2 separate regions of the Capra hircus genome follow, and region 2 is linked to region 1. The links are chromatin contacts, called in public Hi-C maps. All regions are on one chromosome and are shown on one strand. The core of a region is the stretch at or near the end of the contact, and the rest is flanking DNA. Distances in the headings are between cores, read along the strand shown. Region 1 overlaps TMCO4 (transmembrane and coiled-coil domain-containing protein 4). Region 2 has its middle 15 kb from the start of OTUD3.

Evidence for each region. A called contact is a pair of places that touch in the nucleus more often than the background predicts.
Region 2: a Hi-C map of liver shows a contact between it and region 1, with 4 times the contacts expected there. The contact joins two enhancer-like sites. A contact is called at or near these places in 3 of 5 Hi-C or Micro-C datasets (blood and liver).

Annotation. Positions count from the first base shown.
Region 1 is chr2:3,008,075-3,015,683 of ARS1.2, reverse strand. All of the region lies in intron 13 of TMCO4 (transmembrane and coiled-coil domain-containing protein 4), which reads left to right. Among named protein-coding and RNA genes, the nearest start is that of HTR6, 52 kb to the right of the region's middle. Within about 2 kb of position 3,518, at least 1 of the 5 cell types and tissues checked has an H3K27ac peak or open chromatin away from gene starts, as enhancers often do.
Region 2 is chr2:3,148,678-3,156,286 of ARS1.2, reverse strand. No RefSeq gene overlaps it. Among named protein-coding and RNA genes, the nearest start is that of OTUD3, 15 kb to the left of the region's middle. Within about 2 kb of position 2,911, at least 1 of the 5 cell types and tissues checked has an H3K27ac peak or open chromatin away from gene starts, as enhancers often do.

The DNA.
Region 1 (7,609 bases), core at 2,269-4,768:
AATAGAAGCCCTGTGCTCAAAACCAGCGCAGCTGGTTTTGTCCCCACCCGATCACCTCCTAAAGGAAAAACTTGAAGCCAGAACGCTTTGAACGAGAATCGTCTCCATCAGCCTGGTGGTTTCCCCTCTAGTAACATCCCATCCCACCGTGTCCGGACAGGAGGCGAGAGAGCACCCCAGTCGCCCTTTGCCTCGCCCTGGTTAAGAGATCTCCAAAAAGGGGCTGCCCGTGGTGGCCGAGGCTTATTCCAGGCATGGGCTGCGCTCCCTTGGTGGGAGGTGGGACACGCTGGCGGGGTAGGGCGGGGCAAGGGCAAGCCAGAGCCCTTTGACCCTGTCCTCCCTGCCAGCCCCCTTAGCACCTCCAGGTAGACAGTGAGCCCCTGATACCAGGCCTCAGAGTCCTGTATTTCCCCCCTTTCACTCTGCCTTTCCAAAGAGCAAGAAGGGAACTCCTGATGGTTCGTAGAAATAGGGAGTCGGAAATGATACACGCCTGCCTGCAGAGCAGAGCAGACGGTCCTGAACCCAGAGCTGGTTGCTGCTGCGCAGCCTCCTTGGGGGCCTGGCCCCAAGGCCAGCGGGGCCGCGGAGCCACGTGAATGAAATGTGGACGCACACTCACAAAAATGGGCTCGCGCGCCTGCGTGTTGACCGGGGCCCTCATCTTCCTGTGTCCTCTTTCCCCCTTACTTCCCACATTCTCTCCCCAGCCATCCAGTGAGCCTCTGGTCTGCAGGACTTCACCGCTTACCACCCAGTCCCGGGTTCCATCCCTGAGTCGGGAAGATCCCCTGGAGAAGGGAAAAGGCTGCCCACTCCAGTATTCTTGCCTGGAGAATTCCATGGACTGCACAGTCCATGGGGTCGCAGGGTTGGACACAACTGAGCTCCCTTCACTTTTCACCCAGTCCCCACCCATCAAAGATGAGAGGCGGGCAGAGTCAGAAGGACCACACAGATGCAGGCCTCTGTGCTCAGCTGGGGACGGGGCCACCAAGAGACCCGGCTCTGCTGCTGCAGATATGCAGGCTCTGGAGTCTGGGCATCCCCTTTGAATCCTACTCCCACTACGAGGCAAGCCTCACCTTTTTGAACTCCAGGGGACTCAGGCAACACCCTGAGTAATAATAGTATTGTCGTCAAGGCTGTAAGGGTTACATGCAGGAGTGCACACAGATGCTGGTGTGAGAGCCTGGGGATTCCTACGGAGCGTTTATTTTATGCTAAAATCTGTCTTAAGCTGTATAAGAGGGAGCTGGCTTGAAATTCCCTGGAGGTCCCATGGTTAGGGCTGCACGCTTTCACTGCCGAGGACTCAGGTTCGAACCCTGGTCAGAAACGAAGAGCCCACAGGCTGCACAGTGAAACAAAAAAACAAAAAAAGGCGAGGGGGGACTCATTAGAACACCACACACACGTAGGTGACCTTAACCGTGGCCCGAGTTGAGGAAAAGCGGCCTCCCATCAGAGTGGGGGCCCCCGGGTTCTGTTTCTCCCTGCTCCTGCATTCGCCTTTCCCCCCAACCCCGTCTTTCTTGACAACCCTTCCCAAGCACTGGCCTGGGTTACTGGTGGGGCAGCTTCAAGTCCGCAGCTGCCTGTGGTCATGAATGAATTATTCACCCTTTCCCTGGAGCTGCTGTTTCACATCTAATTCATTCCAGCTCGGCTGTCTGGTTTCAGGCAGTCCTGCTCTTTAACACCCAATTAATCTTTACATGGAGAAGACCTTCTCCTGACTGCAGGAAAGCTGTCATTATCTTAGTCGGGGGAAATGTGAAAAGGGAATTACTCTAATGCAATTGAATGTGCTGATTGTTTTCTGGATTCCCTTGAGACCAAGTAATGAGATGTAGCAGTAAACCCTAGAGTCTCCCAGAGCACAGCATCCTTCAGCCAGCCTCCCCCGGCCCTCTGCTCCCACCCAGCCACAGCCCATCCTTTCTCCCCCTCCCCCAAGAAAAGCTGCCTGTGGCGTTAACCATCTCACAGCTTCATTTCCTTCCTGAGTGACGTTGCAGACAGCAGGGGGTTACTGCTCAGGGGATATGCAGCCATCCCCAAGGTATCCCTCACCTGGTCCTGCTCCTCCCTCAAGCTCAGTGTGGGCAGCTTCCTTCCAAATAGGCGTCTGGACCACGAACCCCTTGAGGGCAGGAATGGTGTGTGAGCAGCCCCTGTGCCTCCTGTATCTGGGATGAAACCAACAGAGAGTGCGCGCTCTGTAAGTGAAGTGTCTAACGTAAACGTTTACATTGTATCAGTCAGGACAGGTGAGGCTATGCCGCAGGGACGAACACGCCCCACATCCTTAGAGACGGAGCACAGCAGAGGTTCATTTCTCACCTGTGTCTCCCATGCGCTGTGGGTAGGCCGGGGCTCTGATCTTTGTAGTCACTCAGCCACCCAGGCCAGTGGAAGCTCCCTCAGGGGGAGGTTGAGATTGTGGTGAATCACACACTAGCTCTTCGGTTTCACCTGGAACTAACACGTGACTTTCACTCATGTTTCGTCAGCTAGAGCAAGGCAAACCGACATCCAGGAGAGGCCAGTGAGTATTCCCACCATGGGCTCCAGCTGGAAGACCTTACTTGGATTCTGGCCTCTAATGAATTCTTAGTTGAAACATTAGTTTCTCTATCTACAAAACAGGGACTTTCCTTTCTTCCCCTACCCTGCTTCATAGCTTGCAGGATAGAAGAACCCCCTGATGGGAAGCCAGAGTGTGGCAGGTCCTAAGGATGCTGGGATGAGAGCGCCAGAGGTTGATGGTACCCAGGAGCTCCGGCCTTGGGACCCCCACACAGACAGAAGCAGGGATGATCCCCAGAAGGTTACCCACCAGGGGACCAGAGATGAGGCCAGTATAGAGCTGGGTCCAGTCCGGCAGGGGGCAGGCTCCAGGCAGGCAAAACTCGGAGCTGTGCTGATGGTGACTGGCTCCAGCCCAGGGCCCAGGGAATCAGACATGACCTGATAAAAATGCCTTGGAGACGTAGTGCGTATGTGCTCAGCCGCGAAGTCGTGTTCAATTCCTAGCGACGCCGTGGGCAGTAGCCCACCAGGCTGCTCTGTCCATGGGATTTCCCAGGCAGGAAAACTAGAGTGGGTTGCCATTTCCTTCTCCAGGAGGTCTTCCTGATTCAGGGATTGCACCTGAGTCTCCTGCGATTCCTGCATTGGCAGGCAGGCTCTTCACCACTGAGCCACCTGGGAAGGCTAACGATGTAGCGAGTGACTGAGTGAAAGCCGCTCAGTCGTGTCTGACTCTTTGCAACCCCCTGAACTGTCCAGTCCATGGAATTCTCCAGGCCAGAAGACTGGAGTGGGTAGCTGTTCCCTTCTCTAGGGGGTCTTCCCAATGCAGGGATCTAACCCAGGCCCCCAGTTGCAGGCGGATTCTTCGCCACTGGGCCACCAGGGAGTCCCTGCTCTCAGCTTTGGTGTCCGTCACCGCAGACGGGACGGATGTCTGTGCTGATGCTTGATGGTGTCCGTTAACCCGGATCCTCACGGCCTCCTCATGGGCAGGCATCTGACTCACCATGTTCTATAGGGAGGTGGCAGAGCTGAGGCTGCCCCCAGCGCCAGGCCCGGGCCCTCAGTCCGGGTCCCGCTCCCGCGGCCGCGTCCTGCTTCCTCCCTCCCCCTTTACTCTGCGCTCAGGGCTCCGGGTCAGGCCCTGTCTGTGTTGCCCACCTCTGTATCACCAGCTCCTGGCACAGGACTTGGCACATACGAGGCACCCGGTACCCGTCAGTGGTTGATTACCTGTCAGTTGATGAGGGACTTGCAATCCATGTTTCGCGTTCTCCATGAGTGCCGCCTGCAGAGAGCAGTGCCAGCCTTTGGGTGGTGAAAGGCTGGAGCTACATGAGCACGTGGACCCCACCGGCCCTGAGACCTCGGCCAGTGGGTCCCCCAAGGCCCCTAGTGACCCAGGTCGCTCCACTCCTGGACCTCCCGGCAGGTGTGGCCAGCCAGCACATGCTCGGCGTGCGCAGGATCTGCCCGCTCAGATCCAGAACAGGACGTACGTCTGCCGAACTTCGGGCAGGAGAGGAACGTAGCCAGAATTCCCAGGTGAATGGTCCATCTGCCCACCGACAAGAGGAATTTGCTTTGGAAGTGACTGATCCTCTGACCAAGGGTATTTCTCGTCCCAGCAGGTGGCCGGGGGTGGAGTGCGGGGACTGATGCCAAGAAGGGCCACCATCCAAGCACACGAGACCCTGGGCCCCAGATCCAGTGCATTGCTTCTATGCATCCACTTTCAAAGGCCTCAAAAAAGTGGAAAGAGAGCTCAATTCAGACTGACTCATGGAAGTGGAGCCGGGAAGGGGCCACGTGAATCGAGAAATCAGTTCTGCCTCAGCTGTTTGTGCACTGATGCGTCTCTTCATTCTCAAAAGATGTGAAGGGAATTCCTTAGTGACCCTGCACGTTGTCTCTGGGCGGCGGCCCTGTCCACGCCGCTGGCAAGATGTCCCAGGATGTGCTGGCTCGCCTGTTTGTATTTTGGCTCAGCCAATAAGAGCCCGCAAGGCCTGCCGCACTCTGGGCACCTGGGCCCATCTGTGGCGTCTTCCCTGGCTCCCCCTTCCATCCTGCATCTGTAAGTCGGCCCCATCCAACTGCTTCTCCTGGAGACTTCAAGATACATGAAACCTGCTCATCACTGTCCCAGTGCCCTGCACCCTAAGCCAGGCTGAGGAGTTAAATGGGACACAGGGGCCTCCTGGGCTTGCTCGGGGCTTAACCACAAGCATTTAGTGAGCAAGCTCTGTACCCAAGGCTTCCCTGGTAGTTCAGACAGTTAAGAATTGGCTTGTAGTGCAGAGACCCGGGTTTGATCCCTGGGTCAGGAAGATCCCCTGGAGAAGGGAAAGGCTACCCACTCCAGTATTCTGGCCTGGAGAATCCCCTGGACAGAGGAGCCTGGTGGGTGACAGTCCACGGGGTCACAGAGTCAGAAACGGCCGAGCAGCTTTGATTCAGCCTGTACCCGGCACCCGTACTAAGTGCTTTGCGTGTTTTCTCTCCTTTATTTATTTATTTTTTAACTTTTTTTTTTTTTGATGTGGACCATTTTTAAAGTCTTTACTGAATTTGTTACGATATTGCTTCTGTGTTGTGTTTTGGATTTTTGGCCAGGAGGATTGTGGAGTCTTAGCTCCCTGACCAGGTGTAGACCCCACAGCCCCTACCTTGGAAGGCAACGTCTTAACCACTGGGCTGCCAGAGAAGTCCCGTGAGCTTTCCCTTAATGTGCAAACGAACCTAAGATGCGGGCGGAGATCCTTCTCTCTTGCCAGTGAAGAGGCTGGGGGCAGGGACTGCATCCACTTCATTCTTGAAATGGGGGACTTGGCCCAGGGAAGAGGCACGCTAGCGTGCACGTGGAGGGCCGGGACCCAGTCTGACGGCTCAGCCTCTTGGGGCAGTGGGTGTGACCACACAGTGCTTGTTGTTACGTTCAGCCGCTCAGTCGTGTCCGACTCTCTGTGACCCCGTGGACCGCAGCACACCAGGCCTCCCTGTCCTTCACTAACTCCCGGAGCTTGCTCAAACTCATGTCCATGGAGTCGGTGATACCATCCAACCATCTCCTCTGTTGCCCCCGTCTCCTCCAGCCTTCAATCTTTCCCAGCATCAGGGTCTTTCCAAATGAGTCAGCTCTTGGCATCAGGTGGCCAGAGTATTGGAGCTTCAGCTTCAGCATCAGTCCTTCCAGTGAATATTCAGGGTTGATTTCCTTGAGGACTGACTGGTTTGATCCCCCTGCTGTCCGAGGGACTCTCAAGAGTCTTCTGCAGCACTACAGTTCAAAAGCATCAATTCTTCGGTGCTCATTTTATCCCACAAACATCAGAAATTATGGCCTCCTATACTGAGGGTTCCAACAGATGATTTGGAGTCATCCGGTTCAGACCCCTACACATATAGGATCCCCTTGACATCATCCATCAGAAGTCTCTACTAGCATCTGCTTACTCACTCCCAGTGACGGGAGGCTTACTACCCTGCCCAGGTTGGTTAGGAACTTAGGAAGGGATCAGTTTAATCTGGAAGTCGGTGGCTTGTGGGCTGTGGAACATTAGGCCCTGCTCAAAGAGTCTGTCAAGGCTGCTCGTGTTCATGTATTTCCAGGGAGGCACTGGCACCACAGCAGAGTCCCGAGGGCTTCAATGCCTGGGTGGCCAGCGTGCCCCCAGGTCTGCGCTCAGGCTTTTCAGAAATAAGATTTTACCCATTTTGAACCCAGAGCTGATCAGCGCCCCTATTAAGCACATTCACAAGAGACAGCATTGGGAACTGAACGCTGATTCATTTCGGTCCACCAGTAATTGTCGATTTCATGCAAATGGAGCAGATGTCCACGCTCTCTGTCCAAGCTCCTGGGAAACAGATTATCTGCCAAAGCTTCTCTCTGCAGGGCGAGGGAGGGGCAGCTTCCAGGAATTATTTTCCCGGCCATGATGAGCCCTGATGCCCCCCCAGCTTCACGAACACATCCCCACCCAGGGACCTTTCTCAGTTTCCCTCCCTCCTGGGCCTCCCCCTCACTGAGAATGTTGTATAAACTAGTCCCTTGCATGAGTCTGGTTGATAATAACTGAAGAATCCAGACCCTCTGCAGTGAAGGAGCAGCCCTCTGGGGGTTTGGGGATCCCAGCAGGGGGAGGAAGCACCTCTTGTCTCCTCAATTTACATAGTAATGGGCTATCTCAGTTCTCAGCATTCCATAATGAAAACTGTTAGGGTTTTTTTCCCCTTAAATCTAAGAATTCCGTGACTAGCAAGCCTGCTTAGCCAATATCCCCAAAGTGGTGGTCTTTTAGAAAATCGCCAGGTCTGTTTTGTAGAACAGAAGGTTAGAACCTTCCTGCCTGTGGGTGGTGTGTTCCCCACAGTTCAGATTTTAATGACAGAGGTTGAGTTTGGGGGTCCCCCTGTCCCTGCCACCCCAGCGTAAGTGTCCCCATGTGAACTCTGACTTTTCAAGTCTCTAGAACGTTCTTCTTTCTTTGGTTCACTGGTACTCAGACCTGCATTTATTTATTTATGCAAAACCCATCTCCTGGATTTGCAGGACTTCTCAAGAAATACAGATAAATATGAAACATCAGGGCCAAAAGTAAAGCACAGATGTGAAGAGGAGACACAGCCAGCTGAGAAGCTCAAATGTAGGAGAGTGGACCCTGCGGGCAGGCCTAGACCCGAAGCTCAGCTCTGCCACTGAGCACACGTCCTGTCCCTGTGCCTCAGTCTCCTCCCCTGTGAAATGGATCAAGTAATACCTCCTTCAGCTCATGATTGAAAGAACTGAATAGGGTAATATATGTAAAGCACTTAGCAGAAATGGCTGGCAAGTCGCAGGCGTTCAGGAACTGCTATCTTTGTCCCTGTTACCGCTGTGGTTGTACTTTCTCCTGTACCCAGCTGCTATAACTGAGCTGTGGCTTCAGCTCCTCACTTCCTAGCCATCAGAGCAAAAGCAGAAAGCAATGATCCTGTTTCTCACTTCCACAAGAGGACGTGGAGATACCAGCTCTGCTGGTAGTAAGGCCATCCTTTTCAACCTGCCTCACTTTGTCTGAGAGTT
Region 2 (7,609 bases), core at 1,662-4,161, 140 kb before region 1:
CTATGATGAACAAAATGCGTTTTTAAATACAAAATTGAGATGAGACTGTATGTGCATGTGTGTGCATTTTTAAAAACTGCCTTTTAAAATGAAATATTGACGATTACAAACATGGATTAAGAATAATGCAATGTACACTAACATGCCTGACCCTCCTCTCTTGGGAAATAAAATGTCACATACAACTGAAGCCCACACCCACTACTACCCCAAACCTGCTCCCTCCCCAGTTCCTTGGGGTAACCACACTCATAAATTTGTTGTTTATCATACATAAGTTTACGTCACTACACAATATGCAGTATGGTTTAGCATTTTTAACTTTACATAAATGATACCAAAGTGAATGCATCATTCTATGACTTGCTTACTGAACTTTATGCTTTCAATATATCATTTTTATTGAAGTAGTTGATTTACAACATTGTGTTTCCAGTGTATAGCAAAGTGATTCAGTTATACATATATTTATTCCTTTTCACATTATTTTTTATTATGGTTTATTACAGGATGCTGAATATAGTTTCCTGTGTTATGCAGTAAGACCTTGTTTATATATAATAATTTATATGTAATTTAATATATTTTATATAATATGTATCTATTTATCTGTTAGTTTGTACCTGCCAATCCCAAACTCCCAGTTTATCCCTCCCCGTCTCCTTCTCCTTTTGGTAACCATAAGCTTCTTTTCTGCGTCTGAGAGTCTGTTTCTGTTTTGTAAATAAGTTCATTTGTGCCATTTTTAGATCCCGCATATAAGTGTTATCGTATGGTATTTGGCTTTCTCTTTCTGACTTACTTAACTCGGTGTGATAAACTCTAGGTTGATCCATGTTCTGCAAACAGCACAATTTCGTTCTTTTTTTGGCTGAGTAGCATTTCGTTCTATGCATCCGTGTGCACACACGCCGCATCTGTGCCCGTCCGTCTGTCAGTGGACGCTAGGCTGTCTCCACGTCTTCACTGTTGTAGACAGTGCTGCACCGAACACTGCGGCACACGTTTCTTTTCAAATTACAGTTCTCGCCATAGACATGCTCAGGAGTGGGTTTGTTGGGTCACACGGCAGCTCCATTTTCAGTTTTTTAAGGAACTACTCTAATGTTTTCCGTATTGGCTACACCAATTTACACTCCCACCAACAGGGTAGGAGAGGCCCCTTTTCTCCACACCCTCTCCAGCATTTGTTACTTGCAGACTTTTTAATGATGGCCATCTGACCAGCGTGAGGTGGTACCTCATGATAGCTCTGATTTGCATTTCTCTAACAGCGATATTGAGCATCTTTTCATGTGCCTATTTGTTATCTGTGTGAACATTATATTTTATTAACTTTATCCATGTTGATACATGTCACTTTTGTTGATTCATTCTCAAATTTTTGCTATTAAATATTCAGGGTTGCTATCAGCTGCTCTCCACTAGACTGGGCTCTTCCATGCTGGAACTCTGTATTAACCATCTGTGGCCTTAGAGGCCCCATTAATGGGTGTTGAGTGGAATGGACAAATGCAGGAAGTGAATGAGTAAGGACCACTGTTCTAGAAAATTAAGCCTGGATTCCTCTGCTGGGTACCCACGGCAGAGCGCACTGGTGATAAGAAGGCTCTCGTGTCTGGGAGAGGTATACATCAAGACTGCACATTTCATGGTGACGTCACATCTCCAGTGCCAGACTTAGGGCGCTGGAACGTGCCATCCAGAAGGGCAGAGCAGGAACACCAGGAAAAGCTCCCAGAGGATCCTGAGGCCATTCCTGAAAGGCGGTGGGTCCCTTTCACCATGGCAAGCAAAAACCCACATTTTTAGATAAAGGCATTGAGAATATGTCAACATGTCTCAGAATTCTCTGAGAATTTATCTCCAGTTTTATTGACAATTAAAATATATGATTGGTAGGAAATGGCATTGCTGGAACCTTCAAACACAAACAACCAAAAAAAAAAAAAAATCAATTCCTTTAGTAGCTAAAATCTTCTTAACTCTGAGGAGCTTATATTATCTGTAAAATGAACTGAAAAACGCAAGGATGACAATAAACCAGAGTAGCAACGAGGCATAGAGACAAGAGTTTAGGGGCTCTGGAATCAGAGTAGAGTTAGAATCCTGAACTTTCTACTTCTTGAACATGTGACGCTGGGTAAGTTAGCTAACCATTTAATTTCTGTCTCTTCATCTGCAAAATAAATACCGATGCCCACTTTGCAAGTTGATGGATGTAAACTGCCTAATCTATACTGATTATCCTATAAAAGGGAGCAGCTTTTATTGGCAGGCTGGTTTGGCAAGAAACTATTTCTGACACTTGAAGCTGGACCTGCTCACTAAGAGAGAAAGAAAACTCCTCACAGTTACAGAAACCCAGAATCTCATGGTGCCAGCTGCTGCCAGCTGCTGGTCCTGGAAACAGCTGTCATCAACCCTCTCCCAGAACGTGTCTGTCCCTTGAGGAAGGTACACCTCTGACATCCCAGGAAGCTGCCTTTTGTTCTGTGTCCTTTCTCTTCTTAGAGAAGATGGAAGGGGGAAAGGGTGAGTATCAGCGAATCTTAAAAAAAAAAAAGAATGTGCCCAAGCTCACCTAAGAATCCTATGTGAAATCTCCAGGTGTAAAAGCCTCCTGAAAATGAGACTTGTTGGGACCTTCGACCTTTTGCTGCAGTCCTGCAATGCTTTGCACCTGGACAAACGTCTCTGCCTGGAACTCGAAATAGAAAGAAACTATAAGCGACTGAAAATAACTAGGTGCAGGCACAGATGGGGCAAATTCGAACAACAAAGAGACTAAGAAGTCCAACAACCACTCCTGAAAATCTGGGAGCAACAGCAGGGTGCTGAGCACACCCCCTGCACATACGTCACCAAAGGGGTGGGCACACCACCCGAGCCCCGCCTCTGGCTCCACCCCTGGACGCCGCGCATAAGGAGCCCCCTTGCGCCTCCCTGGGGAGTGAGCCAGCAAGGGAAACTTCTCGGTCCACCCTGCTGCAGGAGGGGCCCCAATAAAGCCTTGCCTGAATTTCTTGTCTGGCCTTTGGTCAATTTCTCTTGATTAAGGAGGCCAAAACCCCTGGTCAATACCAAAAGAAGGTAAAATCTGGTGGTTCCACCTACCTACTCTTCCCCAGGCAAACATCTCCTTTTTTCCAGTTAGATGAAAAAGGAATCGGGGTCAAAATGATCCCTATGGAGTAGATCTATTCAAAGAAATGAGCATTTAATCTTTGTATTTACCATTATATACACACACACACTTTATTTAAATTAGCCTTTATTTTAATTTGCTCAGCTACAGCCGCTAGGACTTCACTTTGCTGGTGAAGAACAAGTTATGCTTTTAAAATATGCACACCACTTGACCGGATGCTGAGCTTCAAAAATAATCATTACAGCCTTTGTTATCATGGGAAAAAAATGATAAACAACCTAAATGTCCACCAAGAGTAGATTTGTCAAATGAACTGTAATGTTGTCAGACCACAGAATATCTGTAGACGTTCCAAAGAGTCTCATCAAAGACGACCAGTCAAATGAAATGGAATGGAATGATGTATATGCAGTGTGTTATTACATGAAAAAGGCAGTTTGCAAAGAGAGAAAGCTCCCCTGGTAGCTCAGACAGTAAAGAATCTGCCTGCAATGTGGGAGATCTGGGTTCAGTCCCTGGGTTGGGAAGATCCCCTGGAGGAGGGCATGGCATCCCACTCCAGTATTCTTCCCTGGAGAATCCCCATGGGCAGAGGAGGAGCCTGGTGGGCCACAGTCCATGGGGTTGCAAAGAGTCGGACAGGACTGAGCGACTAAGCACACGCAAAGATCCCATCTCTGTTTATCAAAGAAGACACACATATACGTGTGCAAAGAATGAAGCAGTAGATACCAAAATGCTAAGCTGATTATCTCTGGGCTCTTGAAAATGGGGGTGATTTTCACTTTTCTTTTGTTTGCCTTGCTGCATGTTTGTATCTGAGTTTCAGACATTGAAACTTTATTACAACGGTAATAAGAAAAACTCCTAAAAACATGTCTTTAGGACACCTGGTTCCTTGCTCTTATCCTGTTCTAAAGCTTCCTGCTAGCGTCAGAACTCACAATGGAGCAGCCTCTTACTGGGAAAGGTCAAATGGTTCATTCTCCAGCAGCTGACCCTGACCCTTTGATTCCTGCAGGCGTGTCCCTTGTGACATTATCTAGCCATATTCATTTTATCAGATAATGAGTAGCTGTCTTATCCACTGCCTTGATTTACCCAAAAAGAAAATTGGAGAGTAGCCACTCAGATTTCTAAGAAAAGCATTGAGTATCTGTCCTTGGGTTTCCCTGGTGGCTCAGGGGTAAAGAATCAGCATCCCAATGCAGAAGACGCAAGAAACATGGCTTTGACACCTGAACAAGAAAGATCCCCTGGAGAAGGAAATGGCAGCCCGCTCCAGTATTCATCCCTGGGAAGTCCTGTGGACAGAGGAGCCTGGTGCGCCATAATCCGTGGCGTCGCAGATTGAAGTGATTAAACAAGACCTCTCCTTAGGGACACATGCTCACAGCTGTGACACTAGCATTGCCGTGACGTCAGGGATTTGAGGTGGGCTGGCCATCGTAAGGTGGGCTGCCGTCTGTGGGGTCGCACAGAGTTGGACACGACTGAAGCGACTTAGCAGCAGCAGCAGGCCACCATAAGGATGACTGGATCGTTTTTATTTATAAGCTAAAGAAAGCTACCAACCCTTTGCTGTCAACCTAGAACCTGCCCCGTCCCCTCTACGAGGCACAGAAAGGACAAGCCCACCTTGCCCCATCGTGAGTCCATTTTCTACCCTTTATATTGTAGAAGGGGCTCAGGAGCTTTGCCATTATAAAGTGGTAGCCAGGCTGGTCTCCGTGCTGAACAGTGGTAACCTACAAAGCCCAGGGGAGCCGTGTACTTGGTTACAGACCAAGTGAAGATGTAAAAGCATCTAATATGACACAGCCCTTTCTCTGATTCACAATTAAATATTCCCTCCAGCTCTAATATCACCTCCTACAGGAAGCCTTCCAAGGTTTCACAAGTTACCCGTAGACCAAGGACTACCATCTCTCTATCCTCAGATTATTGTTGCTGTTGTTCAGTCAGTAAGTCATGTCTGACTGTTTGTGACTCCGTGAACTGTAGCCCACCAGGCTTCTCTATCCTCCGCTGCTTCCCGGAGTTTGTTAAAATTCACGTCAACTGAGTCAGCGATGATATCTAACCATCTCATCCTCTGCTGCCTTCTCCTCCTTTTGCCTTCAATATTTCCCAACAGCAAGGTCTTTTCCAACGAGTAGGCTCTACGCATCAGATTCTAACCTCAGATTAGGCCCAGGCATTTGAGAAAGGGTGAATGAGTGAATGACTGAATGACTGATAGATGGCAGGAATGTGGGAATGAATAAATGAGTGCGTCTGTACCTCGCAGATAGACCTGCCCATTTTACAAAAATCCACGGAGGGTTTCCTGTGCGCCAGGCTCCATGACGGGCACTGGGGTACAAAGAGAGCAAGACAGACCAGCTCCCTGCTTACAGGAAGCTTCTATTCTAATCAGGGAAACAGTCCATCCACAAGAAACAAGTACGTCCCTGATTTCGGATAACGAGAGTGCTATGGAGAAAATACACAGCTTTACAGGAGACAGAGTATCTGGGGGAGCAGAGGTGTTGGAAGGTAAGCGGAGCGGGGAAGGCCTCTCCGAGAAGGTGGCGTTTGAGCTCTGGATGACTGTGTGGCACTTGTTCTCAAGTGCTTGCTCAGCTCATTTCAAAAGCTTTCTTCTTGCTTTTTGGCGGTGCCGCAGGGCATGCGGGATCTTAGTTCCCCAATCATGGATCAAACCCTCACCCCCTGGTGTGGAAACGCAGTCTTAAGCACTGCATTGTCAGGGAAGTCCCAAAAGCTTTATTTGTGAAAATAAAATTTCAAGAGCATGTCTGATATTTCCTTTTTCTTCACAGTGGGTACTGCATGCTATTCATCACTGTGAGACAGCAGACACAATGGCAAGCACATGGGACTTGAAAATGGACTGCCCGGGTCCAAGGCCAGCCTCCATCACTTATCAGCTGTGGACCTTAGGTAAGTTATTTAAGTACAGGCGCCTCCGTTTCCCCGTCCAGAAATGGGGATGATGATGGTGATGATGATATTTACAAGATAGATAATGAGCTGTCCACCAAAAGCCCACACTTCCTCTTTCATAGCGTGAACTGCCCGACCATGGTCTCTGTTTTCCAGCCCCTTTTTTATCCAGATGCAAAGACAAATTTTTACCACTGAGAAATGCATCACTTCCAGACCAGGGTCCCTGAGCCGCCGCGAAGAGGAACACCACCCAGTGAGCAGAACACCCTCAGTGGACTGTTAAGGGAGGGGAATGGCAAACTGTGATTGTGTTAGACCTCTGAAATGTTAGGTTGTATTTGTGATATAGCATCCAGTACTATATCGCTAACTAATACAGCCTTAAAAGAGCTGTGCAAATGGAATGAGTGTGTCATGCAGTGCCTACTCAGAGTGCTTGCTGGATGGCCATAACTAAATACAGCGGCTTGCCATGAAAAGGAACGAGCTGAGTCATTTGTAGAGAAGTGAGTGGATCCAGAGTCCATCATACAGAGTGAAGGAAGTCAGAGAGAGAGAAACAAATATTGTATATTAATGCATGTATGTGGAATCTAGAAAAATGGCACAGATGAAGCCATTTGCCGGACAGGAAGAGAGACACAGACGTGGAGAGCGGCTGTGTGCACTTGGGGCTGGGGGTAGGGTGAGTCGGGAGACTGGGATCGACATGCATACACCGTGTGAGTTGAACCTGCCGTATAGCGCTGGGCGCCCAGAGCAGTGTTCTGGGATGGCCCGGAGGGGTGGGAGAGTAGGAAGGGAGACTCGATAGGGAGGAGATGTATGGATCCATATAGCTGATTGTTGTAAAGCAGAAACTAATACAACATTATAAAGCAACTATACCCCCAGTAACTAAAAATTAAATAAATAAATACAGGGCTTTGAATCCTCTGAAATCAGCCTCATGAGATTTTTGACCCCCTAACTCCGGGAGTTGGTGATGGACAGGGAGGCCTGGTGTGCTGCGATTCATGGGGTTGAAAAGAGTCAGACACAACTGAGCGACTGAACTGAACTGAACTGAACTGAACGCCCTTGACCTTACCCAAAGGAAACGGATTTTAGTATAATAGATACTTATTTCTTAAAAGGTTAGTGACTATAGGGTGAGAAATACTGGGACCCTTTCTGACTTGTGTTGTCAATTTTTTTTAATTTCTTGGGGTACAGGAGGAGAGAGTCTTGCTCAACCAAGTAATCTCTTTCCTCCTTGAGCTCAGAATTAGCAGTAGAACTTGAAGATCAAGAGCATCTCCCAAGATCTAAAACCTCTCTTCTCTCTTCCTCCTCCTCCTCCTCCTTCAGGACACTTCTGTGACGAGACCCCTGCAAGGCTTTTGGTTCTCAGACATCTAAGAGGGAAGAAGACAACTATATGTCTCATGTTTCCATCCACCTGAAAACGAGGTGATTAATATCGTGCTCCTAGCGCAGCAAATGGCACAGGGAAGGAGTTCAGCA